Linked DNA regions of Mus musculus: all the other regions are linked to region 1. Evidence: chromatin contacts called from public HiChIP or PLAC-seq and promoter capture Hi-C data. All regions are on one chromosome and are shown on one strand. The core of a region is the stretch at or near the end of the contact, and the rest is flanking DNA. Distances in the headings are between cores, read along the strand shown.

Region 1 (2,925 bases), core at 112-2,611:
ATATATATACATATATACAGACACACACACACACATATATATATCAAGATATATTATATACATATAAACTTAGGCTATATGGCAGACTAAAATGAACAAATAATAAAAAATAAACCCTAGTACTTTTTATGGAACAAAAGAAACAATTATGTGACCCCAAATATTATTGCTATTATTTATGATTTTTTTCCAATTCAAAATACTGCCTGTTCGGTTGGTGAAGTTATATGGTAGCCGAGGTCTACAGTCTCAGTCCTGAGAGGTGGGCACAAAACTAGAAGTGTGAGACTAGCCTGAGCTATATAAGACCCTTTCTCAAAAATATAAACAGTGGCTCTGGAAGACCCTTTCAAATTAAGCCAAACAAAGAAAACACTACCAAGAACTGGGAATGTAGCCTAGTGATATATTAACACACCTTGTTGGACGCGGGCGAGGTCCTTAGGTAGAACCCTAATTTGTGTGTACTGCACACTTTGTAGACCCTAAGGGCACAACGAAACAAAAAGTGTAGGCTGTACCCGAAGCACCATTTTATTTTTGTGTATGAAAAATTAAAGTATGAGTTGCTGACGGTTTTAATGAGTTAAGATTTTTTTTTTCTGTTACTCCACAGTGGCCTTTTGCGGTTTTATCTTTCTGAAAGCCGGCCTTACATGAAAGGTCAACTGCCAGTTTCAAAAGTCTGGAAGGGCCGGAGGTCTAATACTCTCTGTTTAAAAAACCAACTATTCCAAACCTTCCGAGGGGAAACAGTATGGAATGTCTGTATCCTTTCAGCTTTAATTCTTGTGTGTACTGTAATCATGAGCAAAGACATCTTGCAGAAGGTTTCGCAAGCTCCTATATAAAAAGTTGCTTAATGTTACAAGCCAATGATTCTTGGGAGGGATGGGTTTCTCTGCAGCGCTGGTCCCTTGTCTGGGCGGTGAAAAGGGTGGCCTGGTCCCGACCACTTTCCCAAGCAGGCGGGGAATCTAGGCGTCCGGAAATGGTCAGGGGCGGGCCGTAGGGCAGACAGGCATAGGGACTTTGGCCTCTAGAAACCTCTTGGCGTGGAAACTAACCGGGTTCTCTTGTGTTTCCCCAGAGCAACGCCTGACCGCAGGCAGAAGCGGCCCCATCCTCCCCCACCCCGACGCCTCCGGCGGCCGGCCTCCCGGCCTCCGGCGCGCCTGCGCACTAAGCTGACTGCGCGGGCGCCGCTTCCCGGCTCCGCATTCCTCCCCCTTCCGAGCTCCGCGCGCCTGCGCGCCGGCTGGGAGGCCCTCCGCGTCGGGGCGGGAGGACGCGCGCGCGCCCGCGGCCAGGGGGCGGTGGCCAGGCGGCGGGAGGCGGGCCGCGCGCGCCGGTGGGAAGCGTCCGGCAGCCACAGCGCCGGCTCCGTCGTAGTCGCGGCCGCCCGGGTCTCGCTCGCCCCTCCTCCCGCTCCCCCGCCCGCCGCCGCCCGCGCGCATGCGCCGCCGGAGCGCGAGGGTCGGCTTCGGGTGTTTGGTGGCGGCAGAGCGGAGCTGCGAGGCCCGAGAGTCAGAACCTGGGGGAGAGGGATGGTCTCTGCACCGGGGGGAGCCGGAGGAGCCGCCGCCGCTGCCGACGCCACCGCCGCAGCCGCCGCCGCCGCCGCCCCGGCGCCCGCCTCCCTGCGCTGACGGCCGCGTACGAAGCCGGCGAGGGGGAGCCAGCCACCGCGGTCGCCGGCACACCGCCCAGCATGGTCCGGGAAACCAGGCACCTCTGGGTGGGAAACTTACCGGAGAACGTGCGGGAAGAGAAGATCATCGAGCATTTCAAACGGTGAGTGACACGAGGCCCGGAGCCGCGCTGGCACCTCGGGCGCCTCTCCGGCCCGTTGCTGGCCACCGGCAGAGCGGCGACGCGCGGCTGGCTCCGGCGCTCTGGGCGGGCGGCTGCTGTGCGGCCACCGAAGGAGCGGGAGCGCTGGGGGGCTGCGGGATCGCCTTTTTGCGCGCCGCCTCGCAGTCCAGCGCGACTGGCCGGGGCCCCGAGCGCCCGCAGAGCCCGGGCTGTGCGGACGCCGCAGCCGCGCTTGGCATCGTGCGGCACCGGGAGGTGGCAGGCACCCGGAGCAGTGGCCGCTCTCCGGAGATTCGTGCAGCGGCGGATGCTTCAGCTCTCTGCGCGGCTGGGCGGAGCGGGCTGCCTGGCGCTCGGCGGCGGCTAAATGGGCTGCCCGTGTCCCGGAGCTCGCGGGGAAGGGAGCGCGAACGCCAAGCTTGGCGCTGCGGATGCATTCCCGCGCCGCGCTGGTGACCGAGCGTTTTTTTTTTTTGTTTTTGTTTGTTTGTTGTTTTTTTTTTTTTTACAATAGACCCTTCACCTCGAATTCGTTAGTGAAGTAGCCAAAAAGTGCAAAATTTTAGCGATTAGGTATGACTTTTCGGTTTCTCTAAATACTTTTTGCTTGTGGAAGGAAAAGAAGTAAATGCTGCTTTTCATACCCGTTGGTAGCATTTAGCGCTTATTTGCTCCCAGAAACGCGTGTCCGGGTAACTGGTAGAGGCCTCAGCATGCAACCCCACTTACAATGAGAATTTATTCATACTTTCCGCACATTGAGAAAGAACGTAGCAAATCTGCGATCGCCTGTGGAAATTCACTTCTCCTGATATCCAATACCCTGGAAGGTTCCAAGTTGGGCGTACTCTGAATTCCCACTATCCAGTCGGTGCAGGGAATATAATTAGGAGAAGGAACGTCCTCACATTAGAGTCAACCTGGGAAAATGGGTTGTGTCGCCCGGTCTAGAACCTCTTTGGTGAGGCCTGGGAAGCGTGAGCGCCTTCCTTTCTCTCTCTCTGATGGAGGGCCATTGATTCTGTTGGCCGTTGCTCTGACCGGGGGTATTAAATCTTCGCCTCCGGGGCGCGCGTGTGCGCGTGCCCGCGTGTGAAAAGGAGCTGGGTA
Region 2 (2,925 bases), core at 110-2,609, 480 kb before region 1:
CATCTTTGAGTCCCAGTACCTGCCTCCTGCATCCTGCCGCACCCAGCCTGTCTCCCACCCTCTGTCTCCTCAGCTTTTTCCTCCACCTTCCCAAATTCTCTCCCTCTCTGCATCCCGCAATCCTGTAAGTTCTTCAAGACTCAGGTGGAATTCTCCTCTTCTGACCCATCAGACCCTAGAGGCAGAAGGCTGTCTCGCCTGTGTGCCCCATCTTTTCCTCGATGTTAGAAAACAACCTAGACTACCAGCTTACCAAACCAGAAAGGTTTGTTTGTGGTCCTGGTTTTACTGGTTCCAGCCGACATGTTTCAGGCCCCATGTTTTGGCCTTGTGAAGCCGCAGAACATCAGGCATGAAGTATGTGTCAAAGTCAGTTTGCACAGCTTGTGATGGCTGGGAGGGAGAGGAAGGAAGGGGTGTGGAGAAGGAAGGAGAGGAGGAAGAAAAGAGAGAGGGAGGAAGAGAGACTCCCTTTAAGGGCATGCTCCTCCCGAAATTCCCACCACGTCTCAATAACACCATGAACTGGAGATGAAGCCTTCAACATGAGTGTTGGGAGTCATTTAAGAACAAGGCCGCAGCCCCCCTTCTCTACTCCAGTTCCAAGTCCCACAGGGCAATGAGTGCTTCTGGAACCCAGTGACCGGGGATCATTCCTGTCTCTCAGCTCTTGACTGGTCCAAATTCAGACCTGGGTTAGAAAGGACTATCTCTGAGGCTTAAGTTTCTGAACAATACTCGGTTCCCAGGAGAGATGAGAAGACAGGGTAAAAGATGAGGGTGGACCAGGGCTTGGAGAGAAAAGAGCGATTGTTCTCAGAGAGAAAGAGAGTCTTTGCTGGGCGTGGGGAGGAGACCGGATGCCATCAGTCCAAATGGAGTGATTCAGAGGAAACCTGAGGAGAAAAAAAATGACCAGCGAGGCCCCAACCAACCTGTTCGGGAAGGAAGGGAAAAGTTAGAGCCAGGAATGACACAAAACAGTCACCTCACGCCCCACATCTGCACCTCTGAGATGACAAAGGCACCGGGAGAGCATCCTTGCAATGCCATAAATCCTCCAGGAGGTGAGGGGTGACAAAGGGTGAGGTCACCTCAAGCTGCTGCCTGGAACAAGCTTTCTCACCTGAAGCGGCTCTGCCACTGACAGACACACACCCAAAGCCTTCTAGAATCTTCTGTACGGAGACAAGGGCACCTCCATGAAACGTTCCTCAGAGAGCCACTGTGTGCCCGAGTGGACTGGGCGTCGCTCACTCATCGGTCACAAGTGGGCGAGTTATCTGTTCTCACTTCCTAATCTCCCTGGGCACACAGTCCCCACGCCTCCTTCCCTTGGGGCCCATAGCTTCTGTGAGTGGCAGAGCGGCTAAAGCTGACGTCATCAGTCAGCTGCGAAGAAGCCCACAAAGGCTCCAGGCTCCGACTGAGATAGCTCAGCTGATGAAGGTGCCCGAGGCCACGCCTGATGGCCTGAGATCAACCCCGGGTTCCTACACAGTGAGAGGAGAGATTTGACTCCCTTGAACTGCCTCTGACCCCACACCCATGCACTGTGGCAAGCATCCCTTCCCCCACCCCCGCAAATAAATAAACTGCTTAAAACAGCATAACTTATTCCAAACAACAAAAAGCTTGGGCTCCCCACTACTGTACACCCCTGCTTGGGGCACCACTCTTCTCCCCATCCCAGTGGCTCCCACCTTCTCATTTCCCTCAAATCTGACTCACTCACTTATAAAAGAAAAGATAATGAATGTAGCACGCTCCAGACGTTGCCCAGAGAACCTGCGACATTGGGGGAACAGAAAGACCTTTGTTACCATCCGGTTCCACACAGTCTGTGGGTCCCCATGGTGGTCCCGGTCTGGGGTCCCATTTAGGATCTGTTGCCTATTGGAGCTGAAATGCGATGGGTAATATCGATGATTGACTCAACAAGGCTCTGGGAGCATCAAGGAGACTGACTTCATCAGGAGACTGACTTCATCGCAGGCCTGGGAGGGAGGTTCTAGATCAGCTTACACAACCTGTCACTTCCTTTGATCCAAGCCATGAAGCCTTACAGCTCTCCTGGCTGGAGCTGAAGCCGGGATTCACCTCCTGCTGGAATGCAGGGACTGAAGGGGGACCATCCAGAGGTCTCCAAGGAGGGGACAAGGATAGCCAGGAGAGGTGGCTGGGAGCAATGAGATTTTGTGGAGGCTGAAGTTGCAGGCGAGAAGTCAGACTCTGAATGCAGTGGGAAGAACAGGGCGCTGAGGGCTCCCCAGCTTGGAGGAGGGGTGCAGACCTGAGATGGCCCCTTCTCCCTAGACGGTGTCTCTGCCCAGAGGGCGGGGTAGCAGGTAGCAAGCAGATATCCTTCTTTTGACAGCTGTCAGTTATGGTGCCTAAGAATTGACCCTTCCCCTATCACTCATCTATCGATATTCCCTGCTTTACAAACAGGTTATGATTCAATATGCTTGAAATAAATTGAAAATGTCCAACTCAGGAGATAGGACAGCAAAGTGCTGAGCTAGCATAGGACCATGAGCTTGTGACCTCAGCTTGTAAACTCGGGGACATGAGCTTGTAATCCCATCGCTGGAGAGGTGTAGACAGACAGGGGCCCCTGGCCTCACTGACCAGTTGTCTCAGTTTTATGGTGAATTCCAGAACAATGAGAGACCCTGTCTCAAAAAAAAAGGGGGGGGTTTGTCTCCTGAAGAATGGCAGTCAAGGTTGTCTTCTGGCTTTCACATGCATACAGACATACATGCAAGTCGGCACAGACATCCACAGGAAGGAACACCTGCACACTAGAGGGGGGGATAGTGTAAGCAGAAATGCCTTGTGGGTACACTTAACCTGTGGAACACCAGGCAATAGAGCCCATTATGCAGAATACGATATTTTCCTCAGTGAGGGTGTGACAGACAG
Region 3 (2,925 bases), core at 158-2,657, 280 kb after region 1:
GCTCAGGGCTGGGGCTCCCAAACTCCCGGACATCCCGATTCTGCTGGGTCACAAGGGGTTGGGGATGGAGTTGGGGTCTGCAGGCTGAGGATGACAGGGATGGGGGACTCTGGCTTAGCTGTGGTGGCGAGTCTGGGCATGTAGAGGGTCCTTCTACGGGAGGTTTAGACAGCAGCGTTGTGACTCAGTAGTCAAAGGCCTTCTCTATGCTCCCCACTGCGATGAAAGAGATGGTCCTTGATTCCAAATTGTTTATTGTTCATCATGGAAAATGGGTGAGTACCTCCTTCTCAGGGTGGACTAGTGATTAAATAAATACCCTTTGCAGGGAGGAAGGTCCAAGAAGGGATGCTTATTGGCTAAGTCCTCAGGGCCTCTAGATACCTCATCAGCATGGAGAACTCTGTTCTTTGGAAAGAGTCCAACTCTTTAACAGATTCTACCTGGGCAGGACTTGAGCCTGGAGCTCGCTGTAGTGTGAGCCCTGAGGGCATGGGATATACAGGACAGGGCGGACCCAAGAGGCTCTGATCAGGGTCTCTCTCAAATGGCCCAAGAATTTCTTCCGCCCTGCCCTCACCTGAGTGCTTGGGTTGCAGGCACCACCCTGCCGCTTATGCAGTACAGGAATCTTGCCCTGGGTCACTCCAACACTGGTGCCTCCCCAGCCCCTAGTCCCCCTTTATGGGGCAGAAGGGTCTTACTTTGTAGGAGGGGGGGGGTCTCCTCGGCTACGGTCCTCCTGACATAGCCCCTCCCACTTCCCCAGGGAGTGCTTGGCTAATCGCTGTGCACTGCCACACCCAGCTTGCTAGGACGATGTGTAAACACATATTGGATCCCAGCCCAGCGAATGAGTCCGCGCTGACAGACATGGCAGGCTGACGGAATGAATGAAGTGAAAGCCTGAGTCGGCACGGTGGGGGAACACAAACCGCACGGGACCCAGGAGTGTTTCCTGGTCCTGGCTGGTGTGGGTGGGGCCTGGGTTTCATCCAAGAAAGAAAGGAAAAGAAAAGAATGAAAGAAAGAAAAAGATGAAAAAGAAAGAAAGAGGGGGGTGGGGGAAGAAGGAAGAGTTAGGTCGCCAGCAATTCCCCCCAAAATGTTTTTCAACATGGTCTGTTATCCTAGCCCTCAGGAGGGGCAGGCCTGGGCCAAGGCCAGCATGAGCTTCGTTAAGACCCTCTGTAAAGCTTTTTTTTGGTTTTGTTGTTGTTGTTGTTTGTTTAAAGATTGTGTACATCGTCGGGGCTTGGCAGCTCACCTCTCTCATGCCAGTACTTGGGAAGGGAAGAAGAGGTTTGCCTTGAGTTTGAGGCTAGCCTGGACTACAATGTGAGAACTGGGGACGCAGGGGGAGGAAAGGAAAAACAATCAACCCCATTGGTGACCCATGTGGCCATCACGTGACTCCTGACGTCATGAGCAGAGGACTCTGTTTACCTCTGTGGTGTTCCCGCCGAAAGCCGCAGCAACTCCGGCTTCGTCATGAGAAAAACATCAGATACACCCAAATTGCAGGATCGTGTACAAAATACCGACCAGAAAGCCTCAAAATTGCCCAGGTCAGGAAAACCCAGGAAAAACAAGGGAAAACAGAGGAGCTGAGTCAGACAGACAGGGAAGTTAGAGGACAGACAGGAGAGGGCACGTGTGGACTGAGTAAGACCCGGGCGAGGTTCAGCTCACGCTCACGTGGACGCAGTAGAGGGGGAACCACCTGGACTTCAGGGTGGATCCAAAGAACGAAAACCTAAATACAAAACCGATTCGGAGCGGGGCTGGGGCGGGGGTAAGGATGCCGCGCAGTTTGGGAGGATCAAGTGGGACCCAAAGCCAAGTTCCATCCCCAGCACCACATGAACCTGCGGTGGTAGCTTGGGTCTGTAATTCTAGCACTGAGAGGTGGGGGCAGGAGATTTAGGAGTTCGAAGTCATCCTGGACTATGTAGGGAGTCCGAGTCTGTCTTGGGCTGGAGACCTTGCCTTAAAAAACAATCCCAGCACTTGGGAGGCAGAGGCAGGCGGATTTCTGAGTTCAAGGCCAGTCTGGTCTACAGAGTGAGTTCCAGGACAGCCAGGGCTACACAGAGAAACCCTGTCTCGAAAAAACCAGAACCAACCAACCAACCAAATCAATAGAAACCAACTTGTGCAAAGAACATTAGAAAGAAGGAGAATCCTTGGTTACATTGTGAGTTTGAGCCAATGGGCCTATCTAAACCCTGCCCCAGGAAACTGAAGAGAGACTGGTGTGTGGGCTCGGAGGGAGAGTGTATCCATCAAACACAGAACAACAGCAGGAGGAAAACAGACACGCTCCCACATCGCCCTAAAACCTTAGTCAGCATTCCTCCCTGACCACCCATGGCCGGGGCCACCCCTTCTTCTCTTTAGGAGAGAGAGAGAGAGAGAGAGAGAGAGAGAGAGAGAGAGAGAGAGAGAGAGAGAGAGAGAGAGAGAGGTGTGAAGCAAGCCCTAGCTGTCCTGGACCTGCCCCTGCCTCTCTTGTGTGGGGATTAAGGGTGTGCACCACCATGCCTGGGCCCCTTCTCTAAGCCCCGAAGAAGACCCCATCCCAACTGTTCACAGCTAACTCACCCTCTGGGTCAGCAGAGGTGCCCCCAGTGGCCCATGGGACTCCAGGGTCAACCCTGCTCAGCCTGGCTCTCAGGACTGCACACATGGCTACTGCTGCCATTTGGATCTAAGTGTCCCAGACACCAAGGGTCACGACACGAGGTGGGTTATGGCAAATGAACCTGGGAGGTATTATTAGGTCACTGGGAGGGGATACGGAGACCCCACCTCTCCCTCTGTGTGTCAGACATGTCCACCATGAATTACTGGGCTACCATTGGCTCAGAGCACCAAGGCCAGGTGACTCTGGATTGAAACCTCTAAAGACTCAGAATACACGTT

Evidence for each region. Promoter capture Hi-C pulls out the DNA fragments that hold promoters and counts their contacts. HiChIP or PLAC-seq counts read pairs in DNA pulled down with a chosen protein or histone mark.
Region 2: a contact with region 1 is called in an H3K27ac HiChIP or PLAC-seq map of microglia, with 8 times the contacts expected there. The contact joins the promoter of 4930455G09Rik here to the promoter of Spen in region 1. A contact is called at or near these places in 2 of 115 datasets of contacts at active chromatin or transcription factors (microglia and pancreatic cancer cells).
Region 3: a promoter capture Hi-C map of liver shows a contact between it and region 1. The contact joins the enhancer-like site here to the promoter of Spen in region 1. A contact is called at or near these places in 2 of 39 promoter capture datasets (the 3T3-L1 cell line and liver), 1 of 484 Hi-C or Micro-C datasets (muscle stem cells) and 5 of 115 datasets of contacts at active chromatin or transcription factors (embryonic stem cells, extraembryonic endoderm stem cells, memory CD8 T cells and 1 more).

What each region holds. Positions count from the first base shown.
Region 1 is chr4:141,537,033-141,539,957 of GRCm38.p6, reverse strand. It overlaps Spen (spen family transcription repressor), which reads left to right and starts at 1,361. Exons shown (of 16, transcript NM_019763.2): 1 at 1,361-1,794. The coding sequence starts at 1,712. Gm4123 (predicted gene 4123) reads right to left here. Exons shown (of 2, transcript NR_166589.1): 2 at 2,541-2,925.
Region 2 is chr4:142,016,332-142,019,256 of GRCm38.p6, reverse strand. 4930455G09Rik (RIKEN cDNA 4930455G09 gene) reads right to left here and starts at 1,359. Exons shown (of 2, transcript NR_131014.1): 1 at 1,127-1,359.
Region 3 is chr4:141,258,118-141,261,042 of GRCm38.p6, reverse strand. No RefSeq gene overlaps it. Among named protein-coding and RNA genes, the nearest start is that of Gm52686, 11 kb to the right of the region's middle. Within about 2 kb of position 1,407, at least 48 of the 459 cell types and tissues checked have an H3K27ac peak or open chromatin away from gene starts, as enhancers often do. A contact at or near this core is called in liver and pancreatic cancer cells, where this site is marked.